2 separate regions of the Zea mays genome follow, and region 2 is linked to region 1. Evidence: chromatin contacts called from public Hi-C data. All regions are on one chromosome and are shown on one strand. The core of a region is the stretch at or near the end of the contact, and the rest is flanking DNA. Distances in the headings are between cores, read along the strand shown. Region 1 holds the start of LOC103651743 (MAR-binding filament-like protein 1). Region 2 holds the start of LOC103649667 (cyanidin 3-O-rutinoside 5-O-glucosyltransferase-like).

What was found. A called contact is a pair of places that touch in the nucleus more often than the background predicts.
Region 2: a Hi-C map of tassel shows a contact between it and region 1, with 4 times the contacts expected there. The contact joins the promoter of LOC103649667 here to the promoter of LOC103651743 in region 1. A contact is called at or near these places in 5 of 25 Hi-C or Micro-C datasets (bundle sheath, leaf, leaf mesophyll and 1 more).

The regions. Positions count from the first base shown.
Region 1 is chr3:9,382,746-9,388,380 of Zm-B73-REFERENCE-NAM-5.0, forward strand. LOC103651743 (MAR-binding filament-like protein 1) reads left to right here and starts at 2,384. Exons shown (of 3, transcript XM_020550091.3): 1 at 2,384-2,942; 2 at 4,976-5,235. The coding sequence starts at 2,627. It overlaps LOC103643065 (FCS-Like Zinc finger 10), which reads left to right. Exons shown (of 2, transcript XM_008666227.4): 2 at 107-776. The coding sequence ends at 269.
Region 2 is chr3:9,540,947-9,546,581 of Zm-B73-REFERENCE-NAM-5.0, forward strand. It overlaps LOC103649667 (cyanidin 3-O-rutinoside 5-O-glucosyltransferase-like), which reads left to right and starts at 3,186. Exons shown (of 1, transcript NM_001346927.1): 1 at 3,186-4,969. The coding sequence starts at 3,374. The coding sequence ends at 4,840. LOC100383188 reads right to left here. Exons shown (of 5, transcript XM_035966145.1): 5 at 5,374-5,635.

The DNA.
Region 1 (5,635 bases), core at 1,134-3,633:
AACCATCCTACCGAACCGAGTAACTGTTCTTGGCATCGTGTGATGAACTTATGATTCATAATATCTCTTAACGATTCTGGTTGCGTGGCTTTGCATTGCATTGCAGCGGGGAGAAGGCGTTCTGCAGCGCCAATTGCCGGGACCAGGAGATCCAGCTGGAGGAGGAAGCCGAGAACAACACGAGCAGCGGCTCCCCTGGGTCCTCCTCCTCCTCCTCGTCGTCCTCCAACGACGACATCTTCATGGCCGGCATGGTGGTCGCGACGTGACCTCCACCCACCGGCCCACCACCGCGCCGTTTCGCCGCCGCAGGCGTTTTTTTCCATCCCTCCTCCAAGTACGACAGTGGGACAGGCGATCCTAGCCGATCTCGTTCACGGTTCAGTGCGCATCGCCGCCGTCGTCGTCACCAGTCTGTTGCTTTTGGTTCAGCAAACTGTACTACGTGATGGAGGAGCCGAGAAGGAAGAAAACGGTGAAATGCTCTGCTGTGCTCATGGTGGGTCATTGTCGCCAGTCGTCCTGGGAACCTGCGGAAGATCTGCATTATTTTTTTTTTCAGAAAGAAAGAGAGAGGAGAGAGGAGGTCGCCTGCCACTGTAGTTCTGATCCAAAGGCTGCCGGCCGGGCAGTGGTGGTGCCCCCGCCATCCCTTTCCTCGCTCGCTTTTCTTCCTACTCGTAGCAGCAGTGTCTGTCCGGTGTCTGCGCATCGCATTGCGTTGCCACAGCTACTGTCTTCTGAGATAATGACATCGAGCTGCTTTGAGTCATTTCCATCGCTCTTTTGATCTTTTCCTCTGTGCAGCGGTGGTGCTTGAGCTGGAAGGACCTGGGAGAAAGGGCATGCGATGATGGGTTTGCTAACTGAATGATGACTGATGGGGTGCCATACGTATTGCAGCCTTTATCGTCGTTACTGTCAGTCCATCCTAAGCTGGTGTTAAAAATCTGAAAGAACAAGTTCCCATTATTACTGGCGAGGGCAGTGACGCACACCGAATCTCTCTCGCCCTCACTGATGAAAAGCGGCCAGGTGCAGGTAGCGTTGCTGAAATCCATGGTGGAGTCACGGATCCCATCCAAATGGGCTCTGCTGACTGGCACAACAGAGCAGGCGTTGTACGTTAGGACCAAATCGGGAGGCAGGCGCGGCTCGTATCGAATTCAGAGCCGCCGGCCCAGGTCCTCACCAGGCGATTTCGAAACTCCGCCTCCGAGACAGAGGAAGAAACCGGAGCCAGCGGACGGATTTGGCGCAGCAGCATTTCAACTGGATCCTGCAACTGCATGTGCAAAAAAAAAGTCTATCGAACTAGCTCTTACAACAAGATTGATACTATTTTTTTACAGATTCATGAGTAGCGTATAGCCCATGCTAACGCTATAATCTTAAAAAGAAAAGTGATCAACAATAGCGACGATGCGAGTGAAGGGAGGGAAAGGGGACGGCGGGGTCGCGTGGCGGAGGATAAAATAATAATTTGGTATAGCCGACAAAAGAAAAACAGAGAAAAAGATGTTGTGCAAGCTCTAAACTCGAACTTAGAACATGTTTATTGCAACCATTATGCACTTACCACTACACTAAAATGCATTTTAGGTATGACTGTAGCCATAATCGGTCATAATGAGAGCTCCGCCACTGCGGGAGAGAGGGTCTGAGAGTGATGACCGATGATCCAAATAATATCGTCTATTAAATTTGAGTGAGCAAGAGAGGAGATTATTCAGCGATCTGAATTATTAGTTTTGATGGCGTGTTAAGTCTGATTATAATTTGTTTGATAGATTTAGTGTAAGCTATGAGTGTGAGAGTGATTTAGTTGGATAAGTTTTATAAAGTTTAAACTGGTGTATTATATAGTGGTATGTGGTATAGATATCAATCATATAGTGGTTGGTTACAAGTCGAACTAAACCATTTGGTAGAGCTGCAAACACACTATGAGGCCCAAGACCAAATACGAGACCTAACAGATAGAGACAGCCGCATGAGTTGGGCCTTTTCAAGCTAAAGCCCGTAAGCCCAACACTAGGAAACCCCCACGGCTCTAGTGGGCTGGGCCCCATTCAGCCACGTGGCCGAATCCCACACCCACACTCCGGATCAGCCTGCTCGTCGGACCTGTCCCCCTCACCGACCGCACGAAATCCCGGAAGAAGCCCTTGCGATACAGCCACCCAAGGCCAAAACATCGTCCTCCAGCCACGACATAAACCTCCTGCAGGGTGCATTTGCCATTTACCGTCTCGCCACTCTTTTATGCACAAGGCCGGTGGCTCTCCACTCGCTAACACCCCAAATTACCCTCGGCATCGCGCGCCACGTGATTTCGTGCGAATAGTAATTAGTAAAGGCTAGAGGGTAGAAGAGTAATTACATGCCTCAAAAAATGTCCTTTCTCCGGTGGCGATCCACCACCTGCTCGCGTACTCGCAGCGTGCGCTTTTGCCTCCGTCTCCGTCGGGATGGCTGGCCCCTAATCCGCGCCTTCACCGCCACAGCGGCACAGCCTGAGCCACTTCCAGTTCCACTGCCTCGCCCGAAACTCCGAACGCGCTAGCACGCTGGAGGTGAGCGCCGGGACTGTGAGCTAGCTAGGGCTTCGCTTCTCCGGCGCGGGATGGGCTACCTCGTGCTCTCGCCGTCACCGTCGCCGTCTCCGCCGCACGCCTTCCAATACGCCTCCTCGTCGTCGTCGTCGTCGTCCTCCTCCTCGGGCGCTACCTCCTGCCGTCGCCGCACGCGGAGAGGCGGGGCCTTCGTCGTTGCGTCGGCCGCCTCGCCGCTCGATGGCGGTCTCTCTCCCGCTGCGACGGCGGCCGACGCCTACGTGCTGGCGCGGCGGGTGGTGCTCCTCGGCGCCTCGGCCATACCATTCGTCAGCCTCGGTGAAGCTGCTGCCGCGCCCACGCCCGTGGCCGTGGACCTCGTCAAGGGTTAGTGTCTAACTGTCTATCCTATTCACTGCCAGTGCTGGTGTAAATTTTGGTTTATCAATTCGCACTCAGTCGTCCGCTCGTCCGTCATACTTGGGTTCTGGTCACGCTGTGGAGTAATTGCGAGCGAAATCCGTATGCAATTCTGTGGATTGATGTTAACAGACGTCAATTGTTCTGCAATATAGGAGCGTGAGAGTATCAAGGTGACACATCGTTTCTGTAGAGGACATTCCTATTACATATGTAGTGCTGCATTGCGGCCTTATATAGGAATGCATCAGTTGTTTGTGCTTGGCTCAAATGTGCATCTGCCGACTAGAATAATGAGAATTTGCAACTATTTTGTTGAGAGTTTGAGACAGTGGGTGCAAGAATATAGAATACACTAGGTATTGAATCCATCTAGGATTATGAGCTAAGCAACTCTGATGTTAGGGGCAGGCATGCTTTTCCTTTTTGGAGCAGGTCAGCAGGCATGCATGTATGAAGAAGAATTAGTAGATGGTAAAACCGTTCCCAGAGTTGAGTTTGCTTCTAAAAAAATCAAACTTTCAATCAACTTTATGTCAGATTATACACGTCAAAACCCATTAGCTCCTCAATGGTTGCTGTCCTGAGTGTTGGCACTTGTGAGCATTAATCATACTGATGAGAGAACTAAAATTTTGAAGTTTATGTAATAAAATACTTATACAAAATGGTGGTCTTGCTGTTGATAAGTCAACAATTTAAATCCTATCGTTCAAAAACCTGAACCCTATAACAATTGCAGAGTAGATGTTGCACATTAGATATATGTGTGCTTGATGTTGCTTTGTTCTTAGATGGAATGTATCCTGTAATTAACTGCAATGGAATGTTTTAAAGCAACATGATTTTTAGTGGGAATCTATGCTAATTCTAGAAAGGTTTCAAATGGTTTCTAATAGTTATATCGGTATCCAGGCCCTAGTTTTTTATGTTATTGACAACAGGTGTTGCAGGAAATTTGTGAAACACAAACACACAGTCTTGAATTAGTGTATGACTGTTTTCCTTGGAGTTCAATATTCTGGTGAAAAAAATCTAGAATTGGAATAGTGTACTAATTATCCACATAAATGTTCCTAGTGGTATTTGAGTTTGTTTACATCACATGACCAGATGTCGCCTTTTCTCAATTTCCCGCAGTTTATGGCATGTTTTTATCCGAAGGGTTTGTTAGAAGAAAGGGGATTGATGCCCCAAGGGTAAATCATGAAGCTGAGAATTGCTACGAAACTTTCAAGATCGGACGTAATTCCATCATCTGTAGACCTAAGGAGGATAAGATTGATGGTTAGAACTTCCACCTTATGTGTAGTATGTGTGAAAGATAGAAGTTATGATTACCACAAAATCTTTTGAAAAGAGTTAAATGCATCAGTGGCCCCTGAATTTGTTAAGGGATGCCACTTAGGTCCACAAACTTTGAACATGCATTTCTAGGTCCTTGAACTCGTTAAGGGATGTACCACACATCTCTAAACTTGTAAAAATAGTGCATCACAGGTCTATTTTTGGATTATACCAACTACTGCGGTGTGCCACTTAACAAGTTCAAGGAACTAAAAATGCATTTTTAAAGTTCGTGGAACTAACTGGCATTTATTGACAAGTTCAGGGGGCGCTAATGCATTTAACTCTTTTGAAAACTACCACAACAGGTGACTTTTGGATTTGTTGTCCTATAGACATTTTTTGTCATACTTGCACAGTTCTTTTGGCTTGTAGCCACATGAATGGATTGAACTGACCATCTAGTAATGCTGTATTCCTGTAAACTGGCATGGGTGTCGCTAATGTATTTTACTTTAAGATGAGATTGTTTTGAGTTTTGACTTAACTAAGTTGACGGTGCTGCCTCATTGTCATTGACATTAGGGAATCGAAATATTGTGCATATTTTCAATGAGGTTTTTCCTGGTCATTGATCATTGAGGACTTATTTATGCCTGTGTCGTCATTCCACAAATATAAACAATTTATTGATGATTTTCTTCTATCTGTAGAGACAAAGAACGTCCCTAAATTTGAAGGGACAAAGGGTATTGCAAAACCTGACAACACTCAACCTGAAGGAACTCAGGCTGAAACTATTCCTGAAGCTCGTCAGCGTGAATCATCCTTACAGTTGGTGCAAGAACAACCTCCAGAGAATCCACTGCTTGGCTTTCTTGGTATAGTTGGAGTTGCTGCCTCTGGTGTTCTTGGTGGGCTGTACGGCACTTCTCTACAAGAAGAAAAGGCCCTGCAATCAATTGTCTCCTCAGTAAATCATCTACAAACCTGCAGTTAGTGTGTTTTGCTGTTTGTTTTAGTTTAGATATATTGATTCTTAATTTCATATAGCCTAAATGAGAATGATGCTCAATTCATGAGGCATCCCAGCACGCACTGCTTATTTAAAACAGCAACGATCTTATAATCATATAATCACATATTTTGAATATATTTCCAGTTAGTAAAATCTCTGTTACTTTACTAAAACAATGGAGTTGCTGCTCATGGTATGCCTGTCACCGCCCCTATTGCACCCCTATATTTGGCTTATTTATCCACACTTGCCACTTAGCACAAATCAGTTTCACGGTGCTACCCAAATCTTCTAAAAGCATGGTGTGACCTAGCTATATATACACATGTATTTGTGGTGTCGTGACACACATGCA
Region 2 (5,635 bases), core at 1,936-4,435, 160 kb after region 1:
CTACCACAAGGGTTTAATGGGACGCCCTTGGCTGACTAATTAGGAAAGCTAGTGGAAGACTACCTTACCCGAAAGGGGCAAGGGCAGTAGGGGAGAGGTCAGTGCGGGGAGGTCCCTGGTTGATTTTGCTGCGATGGCTGTCAGCCAGGAACCCTGTACTGGATCTTCCTATAAACTGTAGCGGGTTTTCGGAAGCTAGTGGAACTTTGTAAAGGCCTCGTAGTGGATCCCTAGCCATTCACCTCGGTAGTGTCTAAGGGCCTTGCAAACCCAGGCGACATGGGATACACGACTTGTGGGTAAAGATGCGCAACCTCTGCAGAGTGTAAAACTAGTATACTAGCCGTGCTCACGGTCAAGAGCGGCTCGGACACTCACATGATTAAATATGGAACTTAAATTTAATTTGACATTTGCATCGCATTTGGGATTATTTTACTATTACTTTTCTTTATTATTATTAAGGTTTGGTATTTACTTACACTTAGTAATTGCTAATAAAATTTTGACCAACTTATAAAAGCAATGCTCAGCCTCAGCCTTTATTCCATTGATTAGCCTTACACTACATGAACTCCCACCTTTGGTGAGTTCATGCCACATTATTCCCCACGACTTGTTGAGCTATGAACGTATGTGAGCTCACTCTTGCTGTCTCACACCCCCCCACAGGAGAAGAGCAGGTGGTCGAAGAGGAGCCGCCTAACACTGAGGAGTTCGATCTGATCTAGGTGGCGTGTCTCGGTCGACATTGGCGCCGACGATCCTTAGTTCGTTTTATGTTTACACTTTTATTTTGTAATAAGTCTTCCGCTATGTAATAAATACTCTGATGATTTATGACATTTATCTCTATACACTCTGTTATTATATATGTTGTCTTCTTGGCGCATGTATGAGATGCACCCGGCTTTGTCCTTTAAAACCGGGTGTTACACATTGCCAGAGAATTGTGGTCAAGATTTTCCGATAGTCCAATACGCGGATGACACTCTGCTGATTTTGGAAGCTTGCCCTAGACAGCTATTCTTTCTAAGAGCTGTCCTGAACTCTTTTGCTTTTTCAACGGGGTTGAAGGTGAACTACAACAAATCAAGTATGTACCCCATCAACGTCAGTCCTGCTAAAATGGCGATCCTTGCTGGAACTCTTAACTGTCAGATAGGTTCAATGCCCTTTACCTATCTGGGTGTCCCGCTGGGTCTTTCAAAACCTAAAATATGCCACTTTTTACCACTCATTCAGAGGGTTCAAAAGCGACTTTCATGCACTTCTGCCCTCCTCTCCCAGGCTGGCAGGCTTGAGCTTGTTAACTCGGTTTTTTTCAGCTCTCCCGACTTTTTTGATGTGTACGCTGAAAATCCCGGTGACCACGGTTAAGAAGATTGATTCCTATCGGAAACACTGTCTCTGGAGGGGGAACGACGTCAATTCAAAGAAACCTGCGCTAGCTGCCTGGAGCATGATTACCCAGACAAAAAAAATGGGGGCCTGGGAGTGGTAAGACTAGAGACTCACAATAAAGCCTTGCTCCTGAAGTTTTTACACAAGTTCTTCAACAGTCACGATATTCCCTGGGTTAACTTGGTTTGGAGCAACTATTACAGGACAACCAGGATGCCTGGTTGCTCAAAAATTGGCTCCTTTTGGTGGAAAAGCTTACTTACGTTTGTCCAAGATTACAAGGGTCTGGCTGCTCCAAAAATTGGAGATGGAAGAACCATTCTTTTCTGGGAAGATATGTGGAATTCGGGCATCCCGGCTAATCAATTCCCTGAGTTATTTTCCTTCGCCCGCAATAGCAAACTGTCCATCAAAGAGGCTCTCCAAAAAGAGCAACTTATTGAAATTTTCCAGCTTCCTCTGTCGGTTCAAGCTCATGAACAATTTTTAGACTTAGACGCAACCTGGGGCCAAATCATGGTAAACAACACAAATGATACTTGGAAACTCATTTGGGGAGCAGACATTTTCTCTACAAAAAAACGTATAAGCATTTGATGGGTCAGGCCCAGGTTCACCAGATCTTCGGATCGCTTTGGAAAAACAAGTGTCAACCAAAGCATAAGGTCTTTTTTGGCTTTGGCTAAAAAACAGACTCAATACAAGAGATATGCTGAAAAGGAAGAATATGAACCTCGAGTCCTACACTTGTGAGAACTGCATCTGGCAAAACGAAGGAACTCTTTACCATCTTTTCCTCAAGTGTAACTTTGCAAAGGCTTGCTGGACTTCTATTGGTTTGACGTCTCCCAGAATTGCTAATCCTGAGGCCGCTGCAGTAAACCTAATGCAACAACTCAATGTTCCATTCTCTATGGAAATTGTCATTCTCATGAACTGGAGCATTTAGAAAACCCGTAATGCATGGCTTTTTCAGAATAAAGCCCCGACTGTGCAACATTGCAAAAATGAGTTTGCAAGGGAACTTCATCTTGTCATGCTGAGGGCTAAAGGCCGTTTTGATTCGACAATTCCTGCATGGCTTTAGCTTTGGCAATAGACTTCGTCTCTTTTCCTTTTTCCCTTTGTAGTTAGGTTGTTTTATCCTTTGTAATCTTCTTTTCTGTCTGCTTCTAACTCTGTTATTTTAAAGTTTTAATAAAAATTTTCAGTAGGGGCTCGCCCCTCCTATCTTATAAAAAAAATGTAGTAAGCGCCTATTTGTCTTTTCAAAAGTCAGCCTTTTTCCTGAATGTGGCAAATATGAAAAATGAAATGCATGGATTCCATCCGGTAAACATTTCCAAAGGAGGAAGGTGGCGGCCACTGTCAGAGCCCAATGGCACTTCAGCAATTCGATGCATTGCATTTGCATTTGCATTCATCTCCTCGGTCGGCAGTCGGCAGCGCAACACACACACGACACGAGAGAGAACAGAAAAGGCAAAGGCCAAGACAAACACTGCCACTGGCCCACTGCCCACTGACATGCATGCTAGTTGCGCCATGCAGCAGCAGGAGGCTAACTAGGAAACAAAACAAGACAAGCTAGCATAGCACCACACATGCATTGCATTGCCATTGGCGTTTGGCGGCCCTGGCCTGGCCTGGCCTCCCTCTGCTGCTGAGTTGTGAGCTACTGAGCTGTGACAACCACCAGCGGCCGCGCGCTCTCCTCATCGCTTGCGTCACCGGCGTCCTCGCCCCAGCATAAACAGGCGGCATCGCGCCCACCTCTCCCCACGACCACATCATCACTCGCTCGTCTCCGCAGCCATCGACCTCACTCACTAGCTAGCGCTAGCTTCCAGCAGCAGCAGCCTTGTCGTGCAACAGCAGCACCAGGACCAGGCTACCACCAGTTAGCTGCTGCCTGCTGGGGACCTGGGGTACGGTTGTTGTTGTTCCGTGACTCTCGTCGCACAACACAATGCCGGCCATGGTAGAGGAGGGGCTCGTCAGGCGGGCGGCGCCCGAGCCGCACTTCCTGGTGGTGACCTTCCCGGCGCAGGGCCACATCAACCCGGCGCGCCACCTCGCGCGCCGCCTGCTACGCGCCACGGGGGCGCGGGTCACCGTCTGCACGGCCGTGTCCGCGCTCCGCAAGATGTTCCCGGGCGCCGAGGCAGACGCGGAGGAGGGCCACCGCGACGGCGCGGGGGTGCGGTACGTGCCCTACTCCGACGGCTACGACGACGGCTTCGACGGCGCCGTGCACGACGCCACGCGCTACATGGACCAGGTCAAGGTCGTGGGGTCCCGCACGCTGGGGGACGTCCTGGCCCGCCTCCGCGGCGCGGGCAGGCCCGCCACGCTCGTCGTGTACACGCTGCTGCTGTCGTGGGTGGCCGACGTGGCGCGCGCCCACGCCGTGCCCGCCGCGCTCTACTGGATCCAGCCGGCCACCGTGCTCGCCGTCTACCTGCACTTCTTCCGCGCCACGGGCGGCGTCGACGCGGCCGTCGCCGCGGCGGGCGGCGACCCGTGGGCGGGCGTCCGGTTCCCGGGCCTCCCGCCGCTCCGCGTCCGCGACCTGCCGTCGTTCATCGTCTCCACCTCCGAGGACGACCCCTACGCGTTCGTCGCCGACGCGTTCCGCGAGCTCGTCGGGCGGCTGGACGGCGGCGAGGACAGCCCCAGCGTGCTGGCCAACACGTTCGACGCCGTGGAGCCCGAGGCGGTGGCGTCGCTGCGGGAGCACGGCGTGGACGTGGTCCCCGTCGGCCCCGTCCTCTCCTTCCTGGACGACGACGCGGCGGCCGGCGGCAACAACGACCTGTTCACGCAGGACGGCAAGGGCTACCTCGAGTGGCTGGACGCACAGGCGCCGGGCTCCGTGGTGTACATCTCGTTCGGGAGCCTGTCGGTGATGCGCAGGCGGCAGATCGAGGAGGTGGCGCGGGGGATGTCCGAGAGCGGCCGCCCGTTCCTGTGGGTGCTGCGGGAGGACAACCGCAGAAGCGAGGGCGCCGACGCCGACGCCGCGACGCTGGCCGGCGGCGGGCGCGGCATGGTGGTGGGGTGGTGCGACCAGGTGCGGGTGTTGTCGCACCCGGCCGTGGGCTGCTTCGTCACGCACTGCGGCTGGAACTCCACGCTGGAGAGCACGGCGTGCGGCGTCCCCGTCGTGTGCGTGCCGCAGTGGACGGACCAGGGCACCAACGCGTGGCTGGTGGAGAGGATCGGGACCGGCGTCAGGGCCGCCGTCAGCGACAAGGACGGGGTGCTGGAGGCCGGCGAGCTGCGGAGGTGTATCGACCTCGCTACCTCCGACATGGTGCGCGCCAAGGCCGCCGTGTGGAGGGAGAAGGCGCGCGCCGCCGCGTCGAAGGGCGGCTCGTCGGAGAGGAACCTCAAGGCGTTCGTCGCCAAGCAGATCGCCGGCGGGAATAACTAGGCCGTCAGCTCTCGTGCGGTCGACATAGGTTATGGGACTCGATCTACAACTGTACTTAATTAATTGTTGCTCTAAGCGCATGTGCAAGTGCAAACATGTGTGTCAACGTGATAATATTGATATTCTCTGCAGGTGTGTGTCTACGTGATAATTTATATAATTCTCACTTAATATTATGAGTCCATGTGAAGTGAACTGCTGGCATCACGTGAATAACGGAACCAGGGAGCAGTCACTGTCTCACTTGAAAAGCACATTTTGTTTGAACTAGGCCAGCTCTAGACGCGACCATAAGAGACCAGGTAGTTTAGGCCGGGTCTCTTTGGAACATAGAACAATCATCGATACGTAGGACCAGGCAAACATATGTCGCAGCACCTACAGGGATCGAGAAAACATGGAAATTTTTAAGAAAGTGTTTGTAAGTTTATTGGATGCAAAATATTTGGAGAACACACAAGGAATCGAAAATATATCTAAGAGGTTGTTGGACCTCATGTTCAAGTTCCTCCAGAATTCCAATGAGTACTATATGTTGACCACAATAAAATTTCCGACGGCTTAGGTCATCGAACACAACCTATGAGCCATCGGAAATAGATTATTTATGACCCAGAGGGGTCATGTGGCACTGCTCCCACTGACCCACGATATGCCATGTGCTCCTTCTAGAATATGCAATGTCGTAAAGGCATCACAGTGCAACAACAGGACCATAACCCTCCGTAAAGCGCCACTTCCCTAGCCGCTGTTCAGACAACACGCCAGATTGCTAACCTACATCCTGGTGACCTG